4 separate regions of the Sus scrofa genome follow, and all the other regions are linked to region 1. The links are chromatin contacts, called in public HiChIP or PLAC-seq maps. All regions are on one chromosome and are shown on one strand. Each heading gives the region's core, a stretch centred on a gene start, on an enhancer-like site or on the middle of the called end of the contact. The rest is flanking DNA. Distances are from core to core; before and after follow the strand shown. Region 1 overlaps LOC110262100 (rap guanine nucleotide exchange factor 6-like). Region 2 overlaps FNIP2 (folliculin-interacting protein 2). Region 3 overlaps FNIP2 (folliculin-interacting protein 2). Region 4 overlaps FNIP2 (folliculin-interacting protein 2).

Region 1 (4,083 bases), core at 493-2,992:
AGGAAAAGAATCTGAAAAAGAATAGATATACATGTATAACTGAATCATTTGCTGTACACCTGGAACTAATGCACATTGTAAATCAACTATACTTCAATAAAAATTAAAATATTCATGCTTTACAAAAATAAACTAATTAGAACTAAGAATACAAAAACACTGAGTCTCATTTTAAAGATGTTTTGGAAAGAGCCACAAGCCAGGAAATCCTCCCCTCCACCTCTCCTCATTCCTGTACCCCAAGGTTGGTTTCTGGTCTGAAAATTCCCTATTGTGAGATGCCACCAAAAAATCTGTTTTACTTAATCAGCCAGAAAATTCTCCTGACTTCATGAGAAACGGCCAGGCTCCCCGCTCAGTCTCTCATTCGCAGAGAGGCATCAGGCAGGCAGTGTTTCAACAGGAGGCACACCTTGCCTCCCCTCCAGCTCTGCAAACACTCCCCTCAGTGCAGCTGCCACCTGGTGGCTCCGTGCAGGCCTAGCGATGGCTGTGTGTTTTCTAAGAAAAGGTGAAGGAGGAGAACCTAGCAGCAACAGCACTGAACTTTTCCACACTTAGAGGGAAGCAGAATGAATCTGAGATCTCACTTGCAGACATACGGGCAATGTGGCAGGCTAACAGAAGCTGACTAGTATAATAACAGTTATTATTAATCCTATTACCTAGGACTCACCCTGGGAGTTGATTCCGTCTAGTGGTTCTCAAGCTCTGATGAGCATGTGACTCACCTAGAATGCCAGTCAAAACTGTGTGGTCCCAGGCTCCCCGGGACCGGTCCTCTGGCAGCAGATCCATCACTTCACCTTCTAAACAACAACCTGGGTCGCTCTTATGTACAGGGCTTGTCAAGTTAAAATCAAACCCCAACAGGAACAAATGGCAGAAAAAACTACAATCCTGTCCTTACTGATGTGACTAGTTGCATCTGCTTTATTCACTCATGTCATTTTAATTTTTCTCAAAATAGTTGTCTTATGTTTTAAAATTATGAGCTAAGGCATCCCACCGAGGGTTGCTGACATGGCAATCTTGGATAAACTCTAACTTGCCATTTCCAAATACCATAGTCTTACATCACCAGGAACAGGGAGAAAAGGGAAGCCCAAAGATTAAAGAGGTGCATCCAGCAAGGCAGGTCTCACGGACTCGGAGAAAGGACCTACAAACATTAGATGGAGCTCTATGAAGGGGTACTGATTTGACTCCAACCTCCCCACCCCCCACCCCAATGCTTCAAGCAACATGTGAAAGCCACAAAAGCCCAGGTGTGCAACAAGACACTCTGAGGGCCTCTGAATGTGATGTCACCAACAGGGAGGAGGAAATGAATCAAGCCAAAAAAAAAAAAAAAAAAACAAGCAAACAAAACATAAACAGGCCACTGTAATGCAAGCACTTTGCCGCTCAGTGTGATCAGACAGAAGGACCCAGAAGCAATGAGGACTGAGAGGTCCCTGCAGCCCATTCCCCCCAGGCTGACCCAGAAGGGCAGGTCCAGCTGGCAGGACAGGAAGAGCCCGTGACCTGGCCCCTCTCTCCGCCCTGCCCCTCGGCACTACCCACAGCTGCTCCCAGCGCGCCTTCCACATCACACACACCTACACCCCATCTTTAATGTGATCTTCTCACTCACTGTTTCCCAAACCTCAAAATACTCACCCCATCTAATTTCTGCTAGTTTCTCTATAGCTCTCATTCCTAAGCCACTTGGGTATCTTCCTCCACCTACAGGCGGGCCTGGGTGCTGCATGCAGGAACGCCTGGGTCTCAGTCAGCACCAGCTTAGGGAATCGAGATCACCAGGCACTTCCCAGGGCAGCTCTCGGTTCCTTAGCAGGAGAGTCCAGCCCTTGGCGGCACAGCAGCTGAAGGCAGCTCCACACTGCCGCGCAAAAGCACAGGTTTAGGAGCGGACACTTTCACACCAGCCATGCAGTCCTGCTGAGGTTCTGGTTCCTCACAAGTGACCCAACCCTTTCCATTCTGCTCCCAGCCCCACACATCCTGGGCTCCAGGCGGTACCTGCTGAGCCACCACACACCTGGTCCCACCTACGCCTCAGGCCCCAGAAAAACCTGCTGGACAAACTTGCTGTGCCAGCTCGTAAAGGGGACCTTCCACCCAGAAAACTTGCTATTCATCCTTTAAATTCCAGTTTAACCACCACTTCCCCTGAGAAATGTTTCAGTATCTTCCAAGTAAGTGAGTCATCCTCCTGGGTTCCCAGGGTGCTTCATACTTATTCATATGAAGCAGCTGCCAGTGTCAGCAGTGTTTATTTTAGGGGCTTCCCCATTAGCCTTTTTTTGGCTTTTTAGGGCTGCACCCAGGGCAAATGGAAGTTCCTGGACCAGGGGTCAAATCAGAGCTGCAGCTGCCAGCCTGTGTCACCGCCATAGCAACAGAGGATCCAAGCCACATCTATGACCTACACCACAGTTCACAGCAATGCCAGATCCTTAATCAACTCAGCAAGGCAAGGGATCCTCAAGGATACTAGTTGGGTTCGTTACTGCTGAGCCACAACAGGAACTCCTTCCCCATTAGCTTTTAAGCTCCTCTAACTCATCAGTACGCCCAATCTGCACACTATATAACACTCCATGGGCGCTCAGATACTTCCTTAATAGCGAATTAGTAGTGTCTATTCAGACGCAAACTTAGGTATGGTATTAAAGTGTCTGAAAGTCAAAGATGAGAGTTTCAATTTACCAGGAGCTGGAAAAAAAGAATCCAGGCTTAAAGAACCACTTTAGCAATATCGCAACTGTCCACCAGGTGGCAGTGTCTCCATATGGAAGGGCTGTCAGTGCTGTTCCAGGTTCCCTGTTCACAGAGCAGGAGGCCTCTAAACGGGTCAATTCCAAGTTGATGGAAGAGGAGGGAAATAAGTGAATAAACCACAAGAAAAGGGACTGAATCAGCACAAAGGATCATCAGAGGGCAAAAAAGTAACTTGGGAAAAAGCTACTTTATTCAGCTTTAATACTATGTGAAAACAAGTGGAACCCAACCAGCAAATATAGCTGCAAAAGGGGCAGAGAAGGCAGGAGGGACTGTGGCGGGGGGGGGGGGGGGGGGGGGGGGGGGGAAGTGCCCTAACAGAGCGGGACAGGTTGTGGGCTAGGGGTGACCACCGCATGAACACTAAGCTTGACATTCATATCCCGCCAGCCACAAATAGCAGCTAATCCACCCATGTCCGTGTGTGTATTTGGGGAGGGCGGTGTCAAGCAATGGACACTGAAGGAACAGTCCGCTTGTGAAAAAGCAACAACCGGGACCAGAAGTTGGTGCATAAGGAGGGCACCGGGCATACAGCAGGTTTTCTCCTGTGTGAGCAGAGCAGATGCAGCTGTGTGGGTGCTCCCCAGAAGGCCGAGGGGGAGGAGCTCCCTTCCGCTGCTCCATGTGGGCAGCAGTGGGTGACTGGCGGACATCCAGAGAACTGTGGTGAGGAAGCCACTGGGGTGGGCGGGGGGAACACGGCAGCCACAGGGTGGTCAGGGACAAGCAAAACCACAAACATCAGGACTATCTGCAAAAAGAGGCTGCATCACACCCCAAGAGTGTTTCACCACATTCAAATGACGGAACCACAGGTGACTAGGGGGAATGGAGACAGGATTCTCACCACCCAGGACCAGGAACTGCACTCCTCCAGCTAAGAGACCAGAATGGAAGTAACATGAAGACCATGCAAAGTTCCAATAAAGAAGTAGACAGAGACCACTAGCAGGGGCCCCAGAGGGCCAGTAACCCAGAAGCAAACTCGGAAAACACCTGTTGTTTCTCCTCTGTCTGCTGCCCCAGCCCCACCATCCAACTGAAGTTTGAACCAGAGAGCAGGATGACTTCTGAGTGTCTCCCTCTGCCTCACCCACCTGGCCCTCCGTGGGCTCCCCTCCAAAGCCTCTTGGTGGAAGCCCCCTGCCCAAGTTCAGGGCTCGTTCTCACCCCCTGTTCCTGTACTTTTATTATTGACATACACCTGTGTTCTCAAATGCACAATTATACCAACAACCAGAGCAGGAATAACTCGACCTATTTACAGAAAGGAGCTTCTGCCCCTTGTAGGCA
Region 2 (4,083 bases), core at 588-3,087, 390 kb after region 1:
AACCCACTGCGCCTGGCCAGGGATCAAACCCACATTGTCACAGCCACCCAAGCCACTGCAGTCATATTCTTAACCCAGTGCGCCACAGAGGAAACTCCTAAAAAACATTTTTAAGCATTTATAATTTTAAACATATAATTTTCAACACATAACTATCTATCTCACAGAGGAATAAATAATTGAATCAAATTACTGTAAATGGTATCACATAAACAACTACTATTATTGTAATGATGATAGCCACTGCGATAATTTTGGAATTACTAGGAGTTATTAATTAATACATGATGTAATTCAATAACCCATCAAATAAGATTAAACAAAATAAAAAGCATTTGACACTCTTCTACAATTTATAAAGATATCTCATTTGTTTTACAGAGTAATGTATGACCTTGCCTTTTAATATATGCAATCTAGGAGTTCCTGTTGTAGCTCAGCAGGTTAAGAACCTGACTAGTATCTATGAGGATGTGGTTAAGGATCCGGCATTGCTGCAGGGTGCAGTGTAGGTTGCAGATGCAGCTTGGATCTGGTGTTGCTGTGGCTGTGGCACAGGCCGGCAGCTGCAACTCCAATTCAACCTCTAGCCTAGGAACTTCCATATGCCATAGGTGTGGCCCTAAAAAGACAAAAAAAAAAAAAAAAAATGCTATCTCAAGATGTAGGACTCCATTCATTCACTGTTGCAAATATGGATGTGCCAGGCTCTGGTCAGGATGCTGATGATACAGAGGAAAATGGAATTGGTGTGTTCACAGTCTCAAGGGGTGTGTGATTGTGTGTGATTGTGGGTTGGGGCTGTCAGTGTTGCAGAGTGGGAGAGGAGAGAAAGATCTTCTGAGAAGTACCCAGAGAACTCAGGCCTGCTCCTCCCTCATCACTGGGGACACGGAAGCCAGGGAGGGGAAGAAGTCTTACCTGAAGTATGTGATGCTCCTGGCTCCCTCCTGATCGCCCCCACCCCCACCCCCAACCCCTCAAGGAGACGTGGCAGCCACATCACAATCTCCACAGCTACACTTAGTCCAAGCCTTCCACTTTGCCAGGACTAACCAACAGCTTCCTGGCATCCCACTCATTCCTGGCATGCTACGAATCCATTCAATGGAACAGTCAACGTGCACAGCAGAATAAAGTTAATAAGAGCTATTTAAGGAAATCGACTAAGGTCAGGGTCAGAGTTAACTTAGTGACAGAAGATGATTCTCTCCTGTCTTCCCATCTGGATTGACAGGCAACAAGAGCGATTCTCCCCTAAGAGCTAAAATTCAAAGCTTCTCTTATCAGTTTATCACTGGCAAATCAAATGAGAAAGACACTTCAAGTGCTCTGAGAGCTCTGTCAGCCACAAAGAACAAGGAGGCTGCTTGGAACAAGATAGAACACCATCACCAACCCCTCAATGAGCAGAGAAAGCCAGGAGATGAGAGGCCCAGAGAGGATGCTCAGCTGTGAATCAGCACACTCATTTCTCTGAGTCAGGTCCTCATGACAAGGCTGAGGACTGGGACCTCGGGAGGCACCAGCAGCTGGACAGCAGTCATGGTCAGCAGTGCCTGCTGAGAGCGGTCACACCAGGGGAGGAAGCCTGGTCTGCGAGGCAAAGGGCTGTGTCCAGTTCCAGCCAGTCAGTCACTGGCCAAGTGACTCTCTGAGCCTGTGTTTCTTCGCTGGGAAATAAATGTTGATGGTGACAGCCCACCTATCTAGAAGGTGGTCAAAATGCTTACCCTGAGCACGTGAAGGTCCCCCGAGAACCTGCATGGCTCAAAACAGATGTGACGTTTTACTTCATACACCCTACTGTCCAAAAGCCCCCACTGTCCTGCTTGAGCAGCTAAGCTCGGAGATGACTACACTGTATTTACACAACATGAAGCCAAGATAAATAACTCTGGCCACAATGACATCTGGCAAATAATAATTTTATCTAAGAAAGTCAGTCAACCTCCCCACCCCCACCATAATTCACTGGAAGTTCCAGGCAATTAAGCTTTCGACAACAGACTCACGGCAGAATCCCTTAGGAACAATAAACTCTACAACAAATTAGTGCAACAGCTAGAAAATTCAATCTATGAAATGATTAGCTTTCCAATTAACATAAGGCATTCTTTCTTCCTCTGATCAATTCCTTCTCCACCTCCTATGTCCCTTCGATCACAGCAACCACCCCCCTAACATACCCTTCATCTAACTCTCCAAGTCAAATCCTCCAAGTCTTTCAGGACCCAAACCAAGGGCCATCTATCCAGAAAACACATCCCACAAGGACCTTTTTCCTGAAGATGCTTCAACACCTATAATGAGACAGAACAGACTCATGGACAGTGCCTCCAAAGGAGTCTCTGTTTTCAGGGGCCCAGAATTTCTCCTGTAACCAGGCTGTAACCCTTCCCCCTCCACCCCCCTTACCCCCCTCACCCTGGCTGAACCTTGACTGACAGTCCCCATGTCTCACTCATGGCAAGAGTCACGGTGTAGGACCAGGTCAGCTGCTAGCCATGCACTATCTCCGTAAAATAACACATGCCCAAATATGCTTACTCAAGGTAACCTTGAATCTGTGTTTTTAGATTTTAACACTCTTGCTGCTACTGTACGGTATGCATCCCTCTCCATCACATATCTCAGAATGTTAGGGTGTCCCTTACGAACTTCTAAACGAGATCATGAACTTCTTGAGGGTATGAATACACAACTTCAAATTCTTTTGTGTGTGGCTTGTGTAGCCAACCTAATACTGAGCAGAGAGAAGGCACTTAGGAAGTGGTTCTGAAGTTAGAAATCACCTCTTTTCTGTCATATTTACTAAGGCTGCCTCACAGAGAGCTGTTCACCTAGGTTCTGGAAATGGGCACTCTCTCGGGGACAACAAAACCTCATTACACTCTGGCTCAAGGGGACAAAGATCCAAATGTGCCTTTGAAAAATAATTACACATGAAAAAATCTGACTGTATTTAATGAGTCCAAAACACAGGGTAACGTTAATCTTCCTATCAGTTCTTAAAGATTTCGGTTATAGTCCATCCAGTACAACTACTAGGAATGCTGACTTTAATACAGAATTACAGAAGAATGTTTGCAAAACAAAGCAAATGAACAAACAGAACACGCTTCTCAGGAAGAAAATTTCCTTAGCAGGAGATTTTTTTGTATTCACCCCAGCACTTCTTATGTTTACAAAAGCTACATTCAGGTACACCAGCAACTTCTACATAATTACAAACAAGCGGAGCCCAAGAATTTAGTCTTTAGAAGTGGCACCATCTAATGGTATTTTCAAATTATTCCCTAGAAACTCAAAGGAGGCAATGAAACACTGTCCAGCAGAAATGTATTGTGAGTTACACACCATGTAAAATGTTCTAGTACTCACATTTAAAAAAGCAAAATGAAATGGATGAAAGGAATGTTAACAACTGACACTGGCTTTGGAATCCAGGGTGAATTTTGCACTGAGAGCACATCTCCGTTCAGAGCAGCCCCACATGGCTGGTGGCACCGAATCAGCTCGTGGCGCTGGACACCTGTGAAGGATTTCAGGGTGGTCACGTGTACCAGCTGCCTCACCTCCATCTCCAAACTCTGGGCAAAGACATGAACCTGCCCCAGGCTGTGGGAACATGGGGAAGGCTGGACCTGACACCCAGGCTTGTGAACCCAGCCTCTAAGCGCACAGAGAGGAAGCAGGCTCGCCTCCCAGCCCACACAGGGAGAACCGAGAGGGGCTGACCACAGTGCCCATGGCTACCAGCCTCCAATCCCAGACCAGGGAAACCAGAAGTGCGCCCCACTCTGCGGAAGACAGAGCTTCTGGGACCTACTCCATTTGTGGCATCTTGACCACTCACTTCCCTCCCCGCTCCTCCCAAATTCATAAACAAGCCCAGCTGCTTCTTGCTCTGGTCCTTCCGTGGTGCAAGGGGGGCGGGGGGTAGGCTTGCAAACCTGAGCAGCACGTGGTGTCGAGAACCCGGTCTATCATCTAACACCTTCAGAGGCCTCTTTACACTGTGTCCACACCTGAACTTCTGAGTTTCCCCATCACAGCTCGGGGCGCTTGGAATCTCTGGGA
Region 3 (4,083 bases), core at 861-3,360, 360 kb after region 1:
CCTTGTTCAGTGGGTTAAGGATCCGGCATTGCCGTGAGCCGTGGTGTAGACTGCAGGCGCGGCTCGGATCCCAAGTTGCTGTGGCTCTGGTGTAGGCCGGCAGCTACAGCTCCGATTCGACCCCTAGCCTGAGAATCTCCATATGCCCCAGGAGCAGCCCAAGAAATGGCAAAAAAAAAAAAAATGTCTGGCTTATCTTTTAAAGACATTTATTCTGGTCAGAAACATCATGTTTCTCTGCTTTTGCTGAAAGCAAGGGAAGAACACTGTCCCTGGTCTCGGGGACATGGTATTATTTATCTATTTATGGTCACAGCCATATGGCCTGAGTCACAAGACAATAAGGCTGCATCTCTACCTTTTCCTACTGTAAAATTTAGACAAAAGGGCTTATATGAACCCTTTTCCATGATGCCAAGATTTGCCTGGTTGGACCTAAAACCAGGTCTTTTTTCTGGAATAACTCAAGAGCAGAAAGTGTGTGACCAAAGTCTAAAAGACTTACCTGAGGGGGTGATAAGCAATAGTACAAAGGATTTTTTTTTTTTTCTTTTTTAGGGCTGCACCTTGTGACATATGAAAGTCCCCAGGTTAGGGGTCAAATAGGAGCTACAGTTGAGGCCTACGCCACAGCCACAGCAATACCGGATCCAAGCCACATCTGTGACCTACACCACCACTTGCGGCAACACTGGATCCTTAACCCACTGAGCGAGGCCAGGGATCAAACCTGTGTCCTCAGGTAGACTATGTCAGCTTCTTAACCCCCTGAGCCACAGTGGGAACTCCAGTTCAAAGGATTTTAAGTAGAGAAAACAGAATTGTCTTTATGATAGATATAACCATTGCTGTGGTTAAACTGTGTTTCCCCAAAGATATGTTCAATTCCTAGTTTCTGGTACCTGTGAACATGACCTTGTTCAGAAACAGGGTCTGTGTAGGTATAATCACACCAGATTAATCACACCTAATCCAATGACTGGTGTCAACACAAGAGGAAGGAACCTGAACACAGACACAAAGGGAAGAAGGCTATGTGAGAACAGACACTGGATGGTGAACTATGAGCCCAGGAAAGCCAAGGAATGCTGGCGCTCTTATCTTAGAGAGTAGATTAAGAAACGTGAAGGTCCCGGTTTCCAGGGAACTTGAAGAGACAGCCATGTGGGCAGCCACACGAAAACAAGAGGATGCAGAGAGCAAGAAAGAAAACAGGACACATGCCTGGAAGCAGCAGTATCTGAACGAGGAAGGGAAGAGGGGAGGCCGGGATCAGGTGCGGAGGTGACTTCAGAGTCAGGGCAGACAGAGGGCAGGCATCAGACTCAGAGCACAGGGGCACGACGTCCAAGTCCTGGGTGTTGGGTACAGCCACTGCAGGAGAACCGCAAGGAAAACAAGGCTGGAAATTGGGGCCACCCATGGAGGACCTTGGCTGCTGACTGAAGGAACATGCGTTTGGTCCATGGGCAGAGGTATGAGTGCCATTCCCACCTTCTGAGAAAAGTGAACGACACAGTCAGCTGTGTTTTAGGAGAGGAATAAACCATTCTCACCTTCTGAGAAAAGTGAACGACACAGTCAGCTGTGTTTTAGGAGAGGACTAAACCATTCTCAGGGCAAAAGGAGAGGGCGCAATGACCCGCACCAGGGTCTCCAGGGGCCAAGCTCACAAGGCAGAGGGTAGCAGTTTTATGCTTTGCTGCAGCGATCTGCTCCGTCCTCTGAGACCCCCGTGTTGGTCTATGATACTGCCCTTGAACGTTTACAGGAATCAGGCTGCAGGTGCCCTCAAGTTCGCCCATGTGGAAGCATGGTCTATGAGAGACGAACAGTTCAGAAACGTTCTTCCTCAGACTCCATGCAAGGCAACAAAGATAGTCAAAGTTAAGTTCATGTGCAGAGTTTAAAGAGCTGTCTTGTGATCCAGGAATGTGAATGTTTAGAGTCAGGTATGATCAGGAACTTTAAATGGTCCAAGAAAAGGTAAAACGAAACAATACAAACCCAATAAAACCCACAAGAGTGATCACAACAAAGACTGGCACACACTGTCCACCTGGCAATCGGCTCCTGCATGCCTGCTGCCTGCGCGGCACCTCAGGCACAGGGTACAAACCACAACCCCGCCCCATGAGCTCACTGTGTCCATGGTGACATTTCCCTGCCACACATGAGACCTTGGGTATGCTCTTTTCTCTACTGATTCCCACCACTCCTCTTCTCTTCCTCCAAAAAAGTTTTCAGACACAGACAGAAGTCCATCTCAAGAGTTAAGGAGGCTCTAATGACTATTACCTGAAAATAAAGTAACGGCAGGATGGAGGAAAAGGGAAAATTATGCTTGAGACGGCGATCAGAGTTCACCCTGTCAGCACAAATGTACATTATTTCCTGCCCAGTAGCAAGCTATTTATTGCAAGAAAAAAATTATGTAAATAGATGGCAGTAATATATTTGGAACTTTTTGTTTCTTTTTTGCTAGGTTCATAGCTCAGCAAGATGGCAACAGGAAAAGGAATTTGCTAGTCAGTTGACTTTTCCTTCCTCTATTTTGCACATATACAGCATCCCAAATTGCCTGGTTTAGTTTCAGAAAGCTACATAAAAATTCACCTCTGAACTGCTATCCTGCTTTCAACAGTATAGTAAAAAAAAACTTAGAATCAAATTCTCATCATAAGCTTTAATATACAATGTGAACCGAAAGATTTAACTTTAAAATTCTTTCAGAGTTCCTGTCATGGCTCATCAGTAATGAACCCAACCAGTATCCATGAGGACTCGGGTTTGATCCGTGACCTTGCTCAGCGGGTTAAGGATCTGGTGTTACCATGAGCTGCGATGAAGGTCACAGATGCGCCTTGGATCTAGCATTGCTATGACTGTGGTGTAGGCCGGCAGCTGTAGCTCAGATTCAGCCTCTGTCCTGGGATCTTCCATATGTTGCACGTGCAGCCCTAAAAAAGCAAAAAATAATAATAATAGGGAGTTCCCGTCGTGGCGCAGTGATTAACGAATCTGACTAGGAACCATAGGCTGCAGGTTCGATCCCTGGCCTTGTTCAGTGGGTTAAGGATCTGGCGTTGCCATGAGCTGTGGTGTAGGTTGCAGATGTGGCTCGGATCCCACGTTGCTGTGGCTCTGGTGTAGGCCAGCAGCTATAGCTCCGATTCAACCCCTAGCCTGGGAACCTCCATATGCTGCAGGAGCGGCCCTAGAAAAGGCAAAAAGACAAATAATAATAATAATAATAATAATAATAAAATGACTCCAATTAGATGTATCCTACTGTTATTTTCCCAGAAATTTATATTGGATGTTGGCCACAACCCTTTGTCTTTAGTAGGTGACATGTACATCCTTTATTGCTCTTGTAAAAGAAACGTGTGGAATGAAAGAATCGTCCTGCCTGGCTGGGAAAGAGGACTGTAACCTGAGCCACGAAGACCACACCTGCATCCATTCCTTTCCCACGCTCACCACCTGGCTTGACCAGGTGCCTGGAAAGGTGGGAAGAGAAACCACCAAGGTCCCAGCTCACACCCTGGTAGGGAAGGCTGGTGTGCAAGGCAATCAGTAAACTAGACCATCTCAGGTGCTTCAGGAAATGTCTACATAGGGAAGGAAAGGTCAAGTCCACCTAGTTGGGTGAGGAGTGGGTCCCAGTCACAGATGACGTGATGCCTGGCACCTGGTTGTCCTCCAGGGCACACTCTCAGGTAACTGGGCAGGTGCTGACTCCAGCTCGGCTCTCCCCAGATGCATGCCTTACCTGCCTCCCAAGGCTGCTGGGAAAGCCAAGGGGAAACTGCAAAGCAGGACTCCAAGCTGAGTTCAGATACACAATCCTTTAGCCAAGACCCTTGGGGCCAGATGTTTTAGAATTTGAATTTCTTTTGATTTTAGAAAGATGCTTATATAACAGCTCTTCCAGCATCTGAGGTATAGTCAAACCCCAAATAAAACAAATGAATATTTCACCAGGCTGACTAAGAAGCATTTGTGCTAAGTGGATTATCAAGTGGCTACAAAAGTCTTATAGCAGTTTGGGTCAGTTCCACTTCTTTTTTTAGGGATTTT
Region 4 (4,083 bases), core at 650-3,149, 330 kb after region 1:
AACAACTTAGACCTTGTAATGGAGACTTGAAAAGGAAAGGCAAAAAACTAAAATAATAAAGACCTAAGAGGGATATTCCTTTTATCCTCCTTCTAAAATGCTGAATAACAGGAGCTCCCTGGTGGCCTAGTAGGTTAAGGATCCGGCGTTGTCACTGCAATGGTTCAGGTCATGGCTGTGGTGCAGGGTTCAGTTCCTGGCCTGGGAACCTCCACATGCGTGAGCACGGCCAAAAAAAAAAAAAAAAAAAAAGAATGCTGAATAACATGGCAGACACATGAGATATAAGCTAAGGGGCTGGTTTAGTGCTTTCTAGCATTTCCTCAAAAATACTTTAGGATCACACACTTAGGTTTTTATGTAAAAGTACTATGTATATGTCATAAATCTACAACTCTCAAACACAAGAGCAGAGTCTAATTTGGACTTGGAAACTACTGTCATTTTCACAAGAAGAGGGTGGACTCACTTGCCATTTAGTGCGTGACTGTTGGCTGGGCCAGGGTCCGAAAGGCAGAGCAGCCTGGAGCCATGCTAGGGCTGGTCTCTACTGGCACAGGAGTGTGATCACAAACAGAGCTTCGTGGCTCTGCCTGGCCATTTTCCTACCTTTGCTGTGGGGACTGAAGAGCTCCTGCGTGTTACATTGGAAGGGGTACCAGCCCATACTGTGCCCCTCCACCACGTCAGCTCTGTGAGCTAGTAAAGACATTCTCCAGTTGATGCCTCAGTCGTAATAAATGTGAGACATTTAGTTAAATTATTCATAGACTCAGTTTTGCCATTAAAAGTGCTATGTCTAACACAATATTTTTAGTATCACTTTTCTTTTTAGAATACTTTTATAATTAAAACACATGTTACTACACACAGATTACAAAGACTTTTGGAGTTTTGCACATTAATGAGAAAATAATGAGGGAGGGCTCTTTAACAAACATTTATTCCTGCAGAAATTAACAGTGAGAAAAAAGTAAGTCAAAAGACTTAAAACTGCTGATTCAAAGGCTCTTCTTGGTCTGGATCATTCAAGTTCATGATAAATATTTAACTTCCTCTGGAAATATATTTGCTATTCTGAGAGTTTACTAGAAGCACGGTACTGATGATTTGATGACAGGATCTCGATTTGAAGAAATCATGCCCTGAAGCTCAAATCAAAGCCATTCCTTCAACACATGTTTCCTGAGCACCTAGTAAGAGACTAGCACCACCAAGGCCTGGGATGGAAAGTTAACACGTAGAGACATCTCTGCCCTTAAGAAGCTCAGACATTCATGCAATAAACAAGATGATTTCAGACTATGATAAGTTCTGCCTTTAAGAAGCTCACACACTCATGCAATAAATAAACAAGATGATTTCAGATTGTGATAAGGTCACATAATTTTCTTTAGGCAACTAGAGCAAAGGTTTATGGCAGTGGTAGAGGTAGATTCTCTCACTGGCAGTCAGAGAACATCATCATGAAAATGAGACACCTCAACTAAGACTTATATGCCAGAGAGAGGCTGCCATGGGAAGGGCAGGCAGTGGTCTGCACGGAACTATATCTATCAATAACTCTTTCAAAAATCTACGTGTGCTTCTCCTTGTATCTACGTGGGACAAATCCCCCATTCAAATATCCATTGTGCATCTCTCATATGCCACGCAGGATCCAGGCCACTGGGGACAGGACATTCAGCGTGACAGAGTGGGTAGTTCTCTGCCCCCATGGAGCTCACCTTCCAAGAGAGAAGAAGAAACACACGAAAAACTCCAGGGAATTATAAGATATCCACAGAGTGTGGCGAGTCACAAGGAACAACCTCAACGGTGGAAAAGGAAGTGCAGAGGTCAAGCGCTCAGGAGCTGTTTCTTTAAGGGGAAGAATTTTTGAGGTTGGGGTGCTGATGCTACTGGAAAATGGGATCATGAGATCGAAGATGCAGCTGCACCTCTGGGGCAGTGCAAGAGCAGGCCTGGAGCCAAGGTTCTGGGCAAGGATGAACCCTGCCCAGAGTAGCAGGCTCAGATCTGCCAAACAGCTTTCATTCACAAGGTGACACTTGGTGGGGAAGGACACTGCACAGAGCCCCTACTCTTCCACCTCCTCTGCTTGGAAAGACAGGTCTATATGTATCCAGAAAAGCTCCACCAAAAGAAAATAGGTTAATGTGCTGGCGCCCCTACTTCCTCCCCAGGCTCAGCTTGCACACTCTTCCCTCCCCACATCTGGCTGCCTTCTCTTCCTGTTACACAACAGTCTTTCTATTCTCTATGCACGAATCTGCAAGGCCTGCTCTGGCTGCCCCCAGGCCCAACAGCTCTTTGCTCTAGTCTTCATGAAGCCAGCCCAGCTGTTGTGGGCACTCAAGTCAGTGGAAATTTCATCTTGGAGAGGACTTCTTCAAGCACCTTGGTGGTGATGAGCTCTTGTCTACATTTTATTGTCTATTTTCTGTGTCTCCTTTGCTGAGAAGAAACTCCATGAGGACATCAGGGATCGTGTCTATTTGATCACTGATTTATCTCCACTGCCTATAAAAACATCTAGAATATAAAATGCTCAAGAAATGTTGCTGCAAGAAGAATGAGCAAATGATTATGTGAAAGATAGCAATGCCTGTCTCGATCGGTACATATGACGGAAACTAAGCGTTAGAAAACAAATTTCCAGAGAGTTCCAAGCTTGATTTTGTAAAAAGTTTCCTGTGGTCAAAGCTGTATACAGTGTTTGAATTTTCTCTCCTCCCCCCTCTTCATTAAATAAAGGTCTTTTTTCTATTTGGAGGTGACGATGGTGGTGGTGGTGATGGTGGTGGTAGTGGTGTTGGGGGGTATTGGTGGTGATGCTAGTGGTGGTGGTGATGCTAGTGGTGGTGATAATGGTGATAATAATGGTGGTGTTGATAATGGTAGTGGTAGTGTTGGTGATAATGGTGGTGCTGGTGATGATTGTGGTGGTGGTGATAATGGTGGTGTTGGTGATGGTGGTGGTGATGGTGGTGACAGTGATGATGCTGGTAGTGGTAGTGGTGATAGTGATGTAGCCTCACCTCTCTGAGCCGTGAATCTTTCCCTTTCCCATGTGTGTCTGTGTGTATATGTGTATGTGTGGTGTCATCAGATTTAATACCAAAACTACACAGTGGCCAACACTCTACCCTATGTGAACCCCATGACAACATGTGCTCTTATCCTGAAGGTTCACTGTAAAACAGTGGCAGGAACATGTCTGAACACACACATTAGGAGTTCTCCTTGAACTATCTTACCACTTTTAAGAGCCCAGGAAATGCAGTGGCCCACAGAATGGTGACACTGTTTTTCCTGTCCATGCTTTGATTATTCCGGAGAGGAAGAGACTCTGCACCTGAGTTAAGGTGATGGAGGACAAGTCTAAGTGACTCTGGTCCCAGCCCTGGCCCTCAGAACCTTACCCTTCCCATGTACCCAGGCTGACAAATGTAGCCCCTGCCCCCATCCAAGGTCCTGTTTCTGAATTCCAGCTGACTGCTCACAGCTGGAGAACTTCTGGGTACTTGTGAGACTGTGTTGATGTAGGTCTCCTCAGACTGGCCTCCGGCTGCCCCAGCCAATGTCACCATCCTCTGCTTGTTTTCTCAGATCAGAAACTGGACAGTTAGCCTTTTCCCTTTCTGTCCCACATCCTGTGTCCCATCAGTCACTGAGCCCCACCAACAGCACCCCCCCAGCTCGGCTTGAACTCACCCTCTTCATTCCCATTGCCTACTGGAACGTTTCTAAGGACAACAACTCCAATAACCACTCAAAAAATAATTTATCTTCCTGATTCATATATGCACAGAGGATACGCTCAAAATCTCCAAAAGAGAGTCAGAGATGATCTCCCTTTATACCTGTCCAGACACATTCTGTGAACACACATTTCTACCTTTCTGCATGGAGCGAGATCTTGTATATTCCTTTTGTTCTTGAAACATAAATGACAGTCTACTGTAACACACACACTGTGGATAAACCTTCCTTTTTTCGCTTAAAAATACATCCAAGAGAATTTTTTTTTTTTTTTTGGTTTTTTTTGGTTTTTTCGAGCCACACCTGTGGCATATGGAA

The links. HiChIP or PLAC-seq counts read pairs in DNA pulled down with a chosen protein or histone mark.
Region 2: a contact with region 1 is called in an H3K27ac HiChIP or PLAC-seq map of alveolar macrophages. The contact joins two enhancer-like sites. A contact is called at or near these places in 2 of 2 datasets of contacts at active chromatin or transcription factors (alveolar macrophages and skeletal muscle).
Region 3: a contact with region 1 is called in an H3K27ac HiChIP or PLAC-seq map of alveolar macrophages. The contact joins two enhancer-like sites. A contact is called at or near these places in 1 of 47 Hi-C or Micro-C datasets (liver) and 1 of 2 datasets of contacts at active chromatin or transcription factors (alveolar macrophages).
Region 4: an H3K27ac HiChIP or PLAC-seq map of alveolar macrophages shows a contact between it and region 1. The contact joins two enhancer-like sites. A contact is called at or near these places in 1 of 47 Hi-C or Micro-C datasets (liver) and 2 of 2 datasets of contacts at active chromatin or transcription factors (alveolar macrophages and skeletal muscle).

Annotation. Positions count from the first base shown.
Region 1 is chr8:48,120,355-48,124,437 of Sscrofa11.1, reverse strand. The region is part of intron 3 of LOC110262100 (rap guanine nucleotide exchange factor 6-like); the gene reads right to left. Among named protein-coding and RNA genes, the nearest start is that of RAPGEF2, 61 kb to the left of the region's middle. Within about 2 kb of position 1,742, at least 35 of the 83 cell types and tissues checked have an H3K27ac peak or open chromatin away from gene starts, as enhancers often do. A contact at or near this core is called in alveolar macrophages, where this site is marked.
Region 2 is chr8:47,728,440-47,732,522 of Sscrofa11.1, reverse strand. The region is part of intron 1 of FNIP2 (folliculin-interacting protein 2); the gene reads right to left. Among named protein-coding and RNA genes, the nearest start is that of FNIP2, 28 kb to the right of the region's middle. Within about 2 kb of position 1,837, at least 16 of the 83 cell types and tissues checked have an H3K27ac peak or open chromatin away from gene starts, as enhancers often do. A contact at or near this core is called in alveolar macrophages, where this site is marked.
Region 3 is chr8:47,758,983-47,763,065 of Sscrofa11.1, reverse strand. The region is part of intron 1 of FNIP2 (folliculin-interacting protein 2); the gene reads right to left. Among named protein-coding and RNA genes, the nearest start is that of FNIP2, 58 kb to the right of the region's middle. Within about 2 kb of position 2,110, at least 12 of the 83 cell types and tissues checked have an H3K27ac peak or open chromatin away from gene starts, as enhancers often do. A contact at or near this core is called in alveolar macrophages, where this site is marked.
Region 4 is chr8:47,785,602-47,789,684 of Sscrofa11.1, reverse strand. The region is part of intron 8 of FNIP2 (folliculin-interacting protein 2); the gene reads right to left. Among named protein-coding and RNA genes, the nearest start is that of FNIP2, 85 kb to the right of the region's middle. Within about 2 kb of position 1,899, at least 5 of the 83 cell types and tissues checked have an H3K27ac peak or open chromatin away from gene starts, as enhancers often do. A contact at or near this core is called in alveolar macrophages, where this site is marked.